Linked DNA regions of Sus scrofa: all the other regions are linked to region 1. Evidence: chromatin contacts called from public HiChIP or PLAC-seq data. All regions are on one chromosome and are shown on one strand. Each heading gives the region's core, a stretch centred on a gene start, on an enhancer-like site or on the middle of the called end of the contact. The rest is flanking DNA. Distances are from core to core; before and after follow the strand shown.

The links. HiChIP or PLAC-seq counts read pairs in DNA pulled down with a chosen protein or histone mark.
Region 2: a contact with region 1 is called in an H3K27ac HiChIP or PLAC-seq map of skeletal muscle. The contact joins two enhancer-like sites. A contact is called at or near these places in 8 of 47 Hi-C or Micro-C datasets (embryonic fibroblasts, epiblast stem cells, fetal liver and 4 more) and 1 of 2 datasets of contacts at active chromatin or transcription factors (skeletal muscle).
Region 3: a contact with region 1 is called in an H3K27ac HiChIP or PLAC-seq map of skeletal muscle. The contact joins two enhancer-like sites. A contact is called at or near these places in 4 of 47 Hi-C or Micro-C datasets (heart right ventricle, liver and skeletal muscle) and 1 of 2 datasets of contacts at active chromatin or transcription factors (skeletal muscle).

What each region holds. Positions count from the first base shown.
Region 1 is chr7:10,665,740-10,669,253 of Sscrofa11.1, forward strand. LOC106507125 (a long non-coding RNA gene) reads left to right here. Exons shown (of 4, transcript XR_002346312.1): 4 at 398-3,514. Among named protein-coding and RNA genes, the nearest start is that of MIR9807, 92 kb to the right of the region's middle. Within about 2 kb of position 1,857, at least 30 of the 83 cell types and tissues checked have an H3K27ac peak or open chromatin away from gene starts, as enhancers often do. A contact at or near this core is called in liver and skeletal muscle, where this site is marked.
Region 2 is chr7:10,447,832-10,451,345 of Sscrofa11.1, forward strand. The region is part of intron 1 of LOC106507125 (a long non-coding RNA gene); the gene reads left to right. Among named protein-coding and RNA genes, the nearest start is that of CD83, 100 kb to the left of the region's middle. Within about 2 kb of position 1,735, at least 2 of the 83 cell types and tissues checked have an H3K27ac peak or open chromatin away from gene starts, as enhancers often do. A contact at or near this core is called in skeletal muscle, where this site is marked.
Region 3 is chr7:10,834,186-10,837,699 of Sscrofa11.1, forward strand. All of the region lies in intron 2 of LOC106504325 (a long non-coding RNA gene), which reads right to left. Among named protein-coding and RNA genes, the nearest start is that of MIR9807, 77 kb to the left of the region's middle. Within about 2 kb of position 1,791, at least 24 of the 83 cell types and tissues checked have an H3K27ac peak or open chromatin away from gene starts, as enhancers often do. A contact at or near this core is called in liver and skeletal muscle, where this site is marked.

The DNA of each region.
Region 1 (3,514 bases), core at 607-3,106:
TTGCTATAAACAAACCAGCATATTTTTTCCCCTCAAGGTCAAAATATGGTTGCTGTAGGGTTTTTTTTTTTTTCTATAAACTTTTTTTCTAAAAATTGCACAATCTGTCATTTCACAGACACCCACGAAAAGCCACTCCTAATCACTTGCAGAAGATAAGTTTCTCCCTGTTTATACTCAATGCTGTGAAAATGCTATTATACGCAAATGTCTCCTCTGTTTTGCAAACATATGCTTTCTCTCTCTCTCTCTCTCTCTCTCTCACACACACACACACACACACACACACACACACACACTCCCCCCCCTCCCCAGAGGCAGTGCTTGGAATAGGCTGTCTTTTGAGAAAAGATAGAAATGGAAAGCATTGAGCCTCCTAACACTTCCCATTTTGCAGATCCATCTTGGAAGCATCAGTGGTTGACATGTCAACTTCACGTGCACTACTGACCGTGCTGGATGCGCACCTTTGGGATGGAGAGGTGCCTGCTGTCTGCCCAGACCCCTGCTTTACAGCCGAAGAAGCTGACAGAGGAGTCAGGCGATTTAAGGCAAGTTGGCAACCACTTTGGTGGCAGATGGATGACTGGGCCCAGGTGTTCTAGTCACGTTCCTGGACAGGTGTGTGACGGAAATACAAAATCTGAGAATTTGAGCAGGAAGGCCCCGTGCTCTTGGTGGGGGTCCCGGGGTCTGAGCGCCGCAGGTAAGCTTTAGGTGTTTAGAGCTGTGTTGCAGCCGCCTCCCCTCCCCTCGGATCCCTCCACCCCCACGTTTACCCCCCAAACACACCCACGTGCCCCCTTCAAGAATAGCATGTTTCTAAAGTTTTCATTTGCGTTTAAGGTTGGAACGCATCCAGGCCAAAGATGAAAATCTCCAGCCTGGCCCTCTGTCCCTCACAGCCCTGCAGGCTCCCTCTGGCTCCTGCCATAGGTGGGGACCCACCTACCTCATGTCTCAAAACCCTGTCTCTCTCCTCGGGGTGAGAGGAAGGGGGCGATGCTGGCACTGAGAGAGGAACTCCTCTTTTCACCCAGCGACATGACATGGTCGGGGGCCGAAGGCCGACGTGAAGGAACCTCCCAGACCATTCTGGTGGCCGGGGTCGGAGGCGGTGGATGGACCTGGAGTTGGGAGGTCAGGCTCTGCCCTCCTGAGTGGCTTCGAGCTTGTTCCCTTGGACGCCCTTCGCCCGTTTCATCAGAACCGGAAGCATTAGGGCATGGACAAGGCGGCACCCAAGAGTCAAACGACCTTAGCTCTGGTGCCCAGCGAATGCCTCTGCCACTTACCCAGGCCCTGACGTGGGGCTCCTGTCCTGGCTCCTCCCAGCTCTGCTTCCGCCACAGTTTTCCTAACAATGCCTATCCTTGCCTCCCAGGCATGTGGGCCGCTCTGCGAAGCACACCGCGTCCCCGATGCCCATCCGCATTCAGCCCGGCCTCTTCCACTCCTGGCATGAAGGTCAGCACCAAGGGAGAGGCAAGAGGTGCCTGATGGCTGATGAGGGAGTGAGTTAGAAAAAGCTAACCTTGGCGGGAGCAGTGCTATGTCATCGGCTGTAGGCTGTTACTTAGGGCTCACCTGCCCCGTGCCCACCTTTAAGAGAAAACAGCTTTTCTGATGTCAGATGCTTCCAGCCGGTTCCGCCTCCACCCCCTTCCCGGGGCGAAGCCGGCGGCGGCCAGCTGCCTGGCTGAGGGACCGGCTGCCTTGGTTTCACGGCCTCACGTTCAACGGTCTCGTGCTCTGGTGAGAACTTTCCTCAGGAAGCCGCACGCGGGACCCTGAAGACGAGCACGTCTTCCTGGAGCCTCTCAGTCCTGAGCTGTACGCTCTCGCCCCGCTGAGGTTTGGCCTCCCTCTCCTGCCTCTGAAACCACAAAGCAGTTAGAGATGCTAATCTCTCGACACAGAGTCACTCTGGCACCACAGGCAGAGGTCGCCTGGGGTCACCATCGCCCGTCTGTGGTGGAAAGTTCCAAGCGGTGCAGTGGCTTCTGTGATCTGCCAGTTGCCTCAGAGAGAGCCCTGGACCCCACAGGAAGGTGGTTTTCCGAGGCAGGGTAAAAATATATTTGCGTTTGTTTACAGACGAGGGATTATTTTTAGCCGGAGGGTGAGGCAGGATGAGGAACGAGGGGCCCCACGGTGGTGGGGCTTCGCCAGCGGGACCTGCACCTGCCCACCGCCAGGAGTTTGGGGGTTTCTGCTTCTGGTTGTTGCTGCACTTGCCTGCCCCTCCCGCCCACCTCCCAGGGCCTCAGGGAGAGGCAGCACCCATCCCAGAGCTGCCTCTGCATCCGACTGCTCTGTTTCCTCCAGGCCAGCCAGCCACACTCGACAGGCCAGCAGCTGAGCTTCAGGCTGCAGGGAGCTCTGTCTGGCTGCTGAGGGACGAGGGCCACGCCTTTGAAGTCCCTGCTGCCGTGCCCTGCTCTGCTACTAACCATCGTCAGCTCAGGGCACATCTTCGGGTCATGTGAGTGGGCTGGCTGGACAGCTGTTGTCCAGATGCTTCAACCTCACTGGGGGAAGTCCAAGCCGAGGGGTGGCCAGGGCGTTTGGAGAGAAATGCCAGTTCTTTGGTACCTGGCTTCTGGGGTAACAGGGAGGAAAAGAGAGATGCACACTGCTGTCCTCCAGCTAAGGCACCACTGTGACCATGACCCCCAGCTCCACCCACAGGGATGTGGGGACAGAACAAGTAAAGGTGAGACGAGGAGCACACTCCCGGGGAGTGACTCTGGGATCGGCAGCAGAGTCCGGGTCACTCACAAACCACCAGTGGCCACCCAGATCCTTCTCTCGCCAGGAACTGCTCCAGCAGAGCTGCTCTTAGAGATAACTGAACCTACTCTCTGAGGCCCTGCCAGCCTAGGGCTGATGGGTCCAGACAAGATACAGCCCAGCAGGCTGTGCTCGGCCCACATCCCCTGGGAGTCCTGTATCATTTTCAAGCACCCCAGCTCCAGGGGCCTCTTTTGTCAGAGGGCTTCCTTCAGGGTTCTGGAACGACTCTGCTGCTTAAAGAAAGTGATAATGGGAATTTGCATCCTTGCAGAGGTGACAGCCCTTAACCAATGGAGGACGGACGGGAGAAGGATATAAATAGTCCAGCCTCCCTGGGCCTCATCAGGACTAAGGAGAAGGTTGCAGGGAGGCTCTGGAGAGAGCGTAAGTCTCACGGCACCACTTCCCTTCCTGGGGATTTGCGCCATGGGCACCCTTACCCAGCATCCCTCTCTTCTGAGTGACTTCCCAACCACCTACTGATTTTCCTGAAACATTCCTTACATGGGTCACTCTGCGCCTGCTTCTGGAGACTCTAACATAAGACACAGGACAAGGCACGGGAGGCACTGTCTACCCTAAGGCCCAGAGTCAACCCAGTTTCCCCTCCTTGCCCATGGCTTCTCGGCTTTTTCAAGTTCAGCCTTCCTAGCTCACCCCATGGAGAGTCTTCAAGCAAAAGGATCTCTCATGCTGTTGCACAAGCATAGTAGACAAC
Region 2 (3,514 bases), core at 485-2,984, 220 kb before region 1:
ATGGAGAAAATAATAATACATACATCACAGGGTTGTTATGAGGACTCTGATAAAGAAGGCAAAGTGCTTGCCTCGGGACATAGTAACGGCTGTTACAGATGAGCTTAGTGAGGTAGCATATGACCCAGTGCAACCTCCCTCATCCTCCAGAGAAACAAACGGAGGCTCAGAGATAGGAGGTTATGTTCTGATTGCCACACAGCGATAGTGAGAGCTAAGACGAGCTCTTTGGCCTTGTGAAACTCAGTTCAGTGCTTTCCTGCGTTGTACTTTGAGTCATATTTGTAATATCCCTTCTGAATGGTGAAAAAAATCAAGTGAAAAACATGTATTTTTTTGAAATATTTCTGGCAGAATCTTGTTTTATTCATTGCTAATTACACTGTGGTTGGACTTTTTTTTGGTGGGGGGGCAGTCTTCTTTGGGCTGCACCCACAGCATATGGAAGTTTCCAGGCTAGGGGTTGAATCAGATCTGTAGCCACTGGCCTAGGCCACAACCACAGCAACACCAGATCCGAGCCGAATCTGTTGCCTACACTGCAACCCACAGCAAATGCTGGATCCTTAAACCACTGAGTGAGGCCAGGGATCAAACCCACGTCCTCATGGATACTAGTCAGGTTTATACCACTGAGCCACAATGGAAACTCCAAGACATGTATTTTTTGAAATATTTCTGGCAGAATCTTGTTTTATTCATTGCTTCCAACTGTGGATGGTCTGCTTTCTGGCACCAGGTGACATGAAAGTCTGTGCTTTGTATAAATAATTGTTGAGTAGCTGGAGGAGGCTAGAGTTGAATGGTTGGAGAAAAGGTAACATAAAATGTAACGCATTTTTGTTTCCTCCAGAAGAGATAGTTAAGGATAGCAAGTCTCCAAGGTTGATGTTTTCATTTTGTTTTACCTTAAATGTTTCGGGAACAACAAGGAGGTTTTTTGTTTGTTTTAATAAAGCCATTGTAGTAAAAGTCAAATGGTACCAATTTGTGTGGACTGTGAGATTAACCTAAAGGAGCTGCCTGCAGACAGGACTTTGGGAGTAGAGGTCACAGAGAAGGCAGATCATATGCATCAGTTAGGTACCATATTGTTTACTGCTTGGAACAAAATCCCCTCGGCTCCCACGCTTAAGCACAGCTTCCGAGCAATTACTCAGGTCCAAAGTTTACTTCCGATTCCAGCCTTTACAGACCAGTGCTGAGCCCATCAAGTTTTATGGCAGTCAATGCATCTCCCTTCCAGAAGCAACTGGTCACAGCCATTTCCAACACAAAGCTGCTTGGTCCATGCTGTCTTCTTTTTATAGTCTGTTTCCAGACTCAGTGACCCATAAAGTTAACTTATAGCCAAGTCACAGCCATGACCAGAGCTGTTGTTTTTGTGTCCATCCCTCAAGTTCCCTGGCTTCCCGGGCAAGGCCTGTTGCCTTTTCCCAGGACATTGCTTAGAGGCAATGCATCATTCTGTTTGTCTCTTGTGGGGTCATTCCTTTTGGTCCAATCCCTGGTCCTGGGTCTTGAATCCAGACTGTTTGCTTGAAACATTCCCAAACCCTGGGATTTTCTGGTTTGCCCCCAAGAATGCCCATACTGAAGTTCTGTGCCTAGCAGGACCCTTATTAATGGAGATATGGCTCCCACTTGGTAAGTTGAGGTCAGGGCATACTGTGAGCTCCAACCACCTGTGCAAACACAGCAGTGATTCAGTGGGTATTTCTAGCTAGATGTCCTGATGGTGTCAGTTACGACCTAATTTGTCTTCTCCCCCACCCCCCCCTTCCTCTCCAAATAGGGTGAGTATATATAACAAAGAGAATGTGATAGAGTGACTTGGCCTTTAGAAAGGTGGAATTTGAAAGTTACTTAATTTAGAGAAACTCATTAGGGCATGGAGTCCAGAAATGGGCATGTGTTATTTTAGGATTACTGAGTCACCCAACCTCTTCATTTTATTGATTTGGATGGATTAGTAAGTTTCCTTGCCTTGATCAAGTTTGGGGAGCTAGTTAAAGGCAAGGCCTGGGTTGGAACACTTATCTTCTTACTCTCAATCTGGTATTTTTCTCCTTACAGAATGTTGTCTTCCATCAGAATCTAGTTTTGTTCTGTGACAGAAAGATTAACTTCACAAAGAAGGAGAGAGGACTGAAACATATCTTGGTTTTAGTAGGACTGGTGCCTGTCTCCCACAACCTATTAATTAATGATGGAAGAAAACAGGGGTTAAATCTTATCATAGACACCCCAAATTAGAATATCTTGATTTATAGAGTTTTAGGACTAGGAGGTACTATAAACCATTGAATACAGCAGGTTTCACACTGTGCTCAGTGGAACCCTGGGATCCTGCACAAGTGCCGCAAAGGCCTTGTAAGGATGAGGGAAGGAGAGTGTGCAGGACTCTGAGCCTTCTCTCCTGGGGCCACTAGAGCAAGCCTGTCTTCACTGTTGGGGTTTTAGGTTAGATTTTATCTTTTTTTTTTTTTTTTTTTTTTTTTTTGCTTTTTAGGACCACATCTATGGCATATGGAAGTTCCCAGGCTAGGGGTGGAATTGGAGCTTTAGCTGCCAGCCTATACCACAGCCACAGCAACGCCAGATCTGAGCCATGTCTTCGACCTACTACACCACAGCTCATAGCAATGCCAGATCCTTAACCCACTGAGCCAGGCCAGGCATTAGACTCTCATCCTCGTGGATACTATTTGGGTTTGTTACTGTTGAGCCACAATAGGAACTGCAGGTTAGATTTTATCTTAAAATGGAAGTCCACTTCTAAAGAAAGAATGCAAACCTTAAATCTAGTTCAAACCTCTCAATTTACAGATGAGAAAACCAAAGCCTCCAGTCTTGACTCTGGGGAGTTGCAGGGCAAGAATCATCCTATTTTAGGGATAAGGGATTCAAAGCTTAAGAGATTTATAGAAAGATACAGGAGTTCCCGTCGTGGCGCAGTGGTTAACAAATCCAACTAGGAACCATGAGGTTGAGGGTTTGGTCCCTGCCCTTGCTCAGTGGGTTAAGGATCCGGCGTTGCCGTGAGCTGTGGTGTAGGTTGCAGACGCGGCTCGGATCCCGCGTTGCTGTGGCTCTGGCGTAGGCCGGTGGCTACAGCTCCGATTGGACCCCTAGCCTGGGAACCTCCATATGCCGCGGGAGCGGCCCAAGAAATAGCTAAAAAAAGACAAAAAAAAAAAAAAAAAAAGAAAGATACAGACTTCATCAAGTGGCAGAGCCAGGGCTGAAACCAGGTATATGGTTCTTTATTTCTGGCCTGTGATTCTTCCTATCATGTCACATTATTTAATAATATGAAACATGTGGGTGACCTTACTGCTCCATGATCAAGTAAGTCCCTTCCCCAAAGAATGCAGGACTGAAAGGGAGGGGTTTGAGGGAGCAAAATAAGAGAGAGCAACAATAAGCTAGTGTGGGGTAGGGACTTACTACTGGACCCGAGAAACAGGTGCACCTACCCATTCTTGCTTCCGTTCCTCAAGAGTCTGTCTCA
Region 3 (3,514 bases), core at 541-3,040, 170 kb after region 1:
TTCCTCCAGGATGCCCTCCCTAGCACCTGGGTCTGGACACATAGCACCTCCTCAGGGTCCTACACCACGGGGGCCTCTACATCCACGGCCTGCATCCGCTGGAGTGTTGTGGTCAGTACTTAGGCAGGCTCTCCTTATTGCAAATCCAGTGGGCGAGCTTCAAATAGGATGCATCTCGGGAGTTCCCGTCGTGGCGCAGTGGTTAACGAATCTGACTAGGAACCATAAGGTTGTAGGTTCAATCCCCGGCCTTGCTCAGTGGGTTAAGGATCCCGTGTTGCCGTAAGCTGTGGTGTAGGTCGCAGACGCGGCTCGGATCCTGCGTTGCTGTGGCCCTGGTGTAGGCTGGCAGCTACAGCTCCGATTTGACCCCTAATCTGGGAACCTCCATATGCCGCAGGAGTGGCCCAAGAAATGGCAAAAAAAAAAAAAAAAAACCGACAAAAACAAACAAAAACAAATAGGATGCATCTCACAGCCTCCTTGACAAAGAATTGCAGTGATGATGACAATGATGAAGATGCTGATGACGACATAATGAAAGAAAAAAACTGATCATACCCTTTTCTACAAGTACCGCCTGCCTGTCTCCTTGTGCCCTAAATCCCTGGATGTGCCTACCTGCACACTCACAGGGGCTCGGCATGGTCGGAGAGCCTGCCGAGTTGGCAGCGGGATGTCAGTTTCCCGTGGGCGGCTGCTCTCTGTGTACCAGCCTGACTAATGTACTTCAGCGGAATCGGGGATGAAAAATGAAGAGGAAGTAAAGCTTGCTGCTAAAACATATGTGTCAGAAAATCATTATGAGTATTAAATTACAGCAATAAAATGAACCAGAACTAATTTTGCAAATTAAGATCCAATACGTTTTTTTCCATAGCCACACCTTTTCTTAAAAAAAAAAAAAAAAAAGCCTGGCAAAATAAGATAGAGCCTAAGAGTATTAAAACGGAGTCTAAGGGGGCTGGGATGGGATGGGAAAATGGAGAAAACCAGAAATTTCAATATGACAAAGAGATTAGCTTTCAGGGGCGGGGGAGATGGTAAAAATAAGGCCCATGTGCCAAACATACTAGTAAAATGCCCAGTTTCTGAGCTGACGTACCTCGTGCTGGACACGTAAAATGTATGTCCCCACACGGCTGCTCTCTTCTGCTGCCCCACCCCCCACCCCAAGGGTCTCCTGACCCAAGGAACGAGTAAGTTCCTAAATTTCTGACGCCCACTTATTTTTAGAAGAGCTTATCACCGTGGGTCAAATTAAATCTGAAGCTGTAAACAAACCTTTGGAGCTCTGCCTGGTCTGGAGAATAACAGGATATCTCCCGCCACCCTCCAGCCTGAGAAAGAGATTGTAATTAGCTCATTGTCCCCAAATAGGCACAAAGAGGGCGGGGCCGCACAAGCTCCCTTTCAGCCTTTCCAGGGACATCTCTGGGCAGCTGTTAATAAATGAAGTTACGTCTACCGTCTCCTGGGAACACGGCTGAGCACAACACCTCGTTCCAAAAGGCACGCTGAGGAAGAGGGTGAAACACCCCAGCCAAAGACTCACGGACAGGGTCCCCCACCAAGAGAGCAAAACGGGGTTCACCCCTGGGGTTCTATGCCTCCTGGCTGGGCTCTGGCACAACAGCGGGGGAGCTGTCTGTGACACCCAGAGAACCCAGCTATTTATAGCCACACAATCATTATAAATAAAGCTTTTACAAGGAGAACCCTGGCCCTGCATTAGTTAAAACTGTAAACTGGCAGCTATAAATAACTCGGTTACATGCTCAAGTGCGGCTACTGACTGATACTTCCTCAAATTTGACAAATACTGACAAGTTTGTTTGACAAACATCCCACTGACATTCATCTGATTTTGAATAAGCGGTGCTGCCTTTTTAATTTGGTCCCTGAGGCCGGGGGGGGGGGGGGGGGGGGGGGACTTCCTTTATTCTTTCCCTCCCTCACCTCCTGCACCGGGAGGTGTGTCCTCCTGTGTGTAGCTCTTCCCCCCTAATCACTGGAAGGGATTTGGGGCCATTTAAGGGGAAGCTTATTAAATCCACTGCTTCTCTCTCGGGACGGTTCTGCTGTAGGGGCTCTGCAAGGGTCTGGGGCGTTTTGTTAATGACACAATAGTGATGGAGGGGGGAGGGGAATGTGGTGGATGAAGGTGGGGAGGGGGCCCGAAGGGAAGGGCAGGTCTGAAGGGCAGATGGTTGGAATCCATCTGCAAGGGAGACTTGAGAACCTAAAAATATCAGAAGGGAGCCAAGAGAAGAGTCTGGACAGAGGGACCGACCTCCCAAGGTCCCTGATCCGAGAGCCTTCGAAGAGTCTAGATTGGGGTCCCTGAGGCGTGGGTGCTCACTCTAGGTGACCCACAATGACATCTGTCAGGAGTCATGGGATTTCAGAGCTCTGGGGGACATCTGGGATTGTCAGATGTAACTCAGTCATTTCACAGGGGGCAGAGTTGAGTCAAAGAGGCTCCCACAACTAGTTAGTGCAGAACCAGACTAGAGCTCAGCTCTGGGCTTCTTCATCATTAAATTAATTAACATACTTGGAGTTCCCATCCGTGGCTCTGCAGTTATGAACCCAACTAGTATCTAAGAGGATGCAGGTTAGATCTCTGGCCTCGCTCAGTGGCTTAAGGATCTGGTGTTGCTGTGAGCTGTGGTGTAGGCCGCAGATGTAGCTTGGATCCTGAGCTGCTGTGCCTGCGGTGTAGGCCGGCAGCTGTAGCTCTGATTTGACCCCTAGCCTGGGAACTTCCACATGCTGTGCACACGGCCCTAAAAAAGACAGAAATTTTTAATTAATTAACATACACAGTGTCTGGAACATTCCTGGCCTTGGTGAGCACGAGCTAGCATTATGGGAGTAGTGACCACCAGCCAGTCCTTCTGACCAGTGCTCTCTGTGTGTTGACTTTAAACACTGACCTACTCCCCACTGTCCCTGGTCCACATCTTCTCTGTCTGATTTAACTCTTATTTATTTTTATTTTTTTGCTTTTTTAGGGGCGCACCTGAGGCATATGGAGGTTCCCAGGCTAGAGGTCAAATTGGAGCTGTAGCCACCAGCCTACACCACAGCCACAGCTACATCAGATGGGATCAAACCCACAATCTCATGGTTACTAGTCAGATTCGCTTCCGCTGAGCCACGACAGGACTCCTGATTTAACTTTTAACATAACATGGACACAAGCTCACCTCCCCACCCCCCATCTTCCAGTCTATCCTAAATAGAGCTTCCAGAGCAATCTGCTAAGCGGACAGCTCTAATCATAAAACTGCTGCCCCACCCCCGAGCCCCCACCTCCTCGCCAGGCAAGGAGGCGTCACTCTCGGGGCCCAAGCGCGAGGCCTGCACCTGAGTGGGCATCTCCTTCAGTGGGTACCTCACCTCCTCCCCCAGAACAAACCCTGCCCCCCGGATCCGCATCTGCCGGAATAACCCCGGGCTTCTCAGGCTGGCCCATGACGCCCTCAGCTGCTGGTCCCGCTCCTTCTCC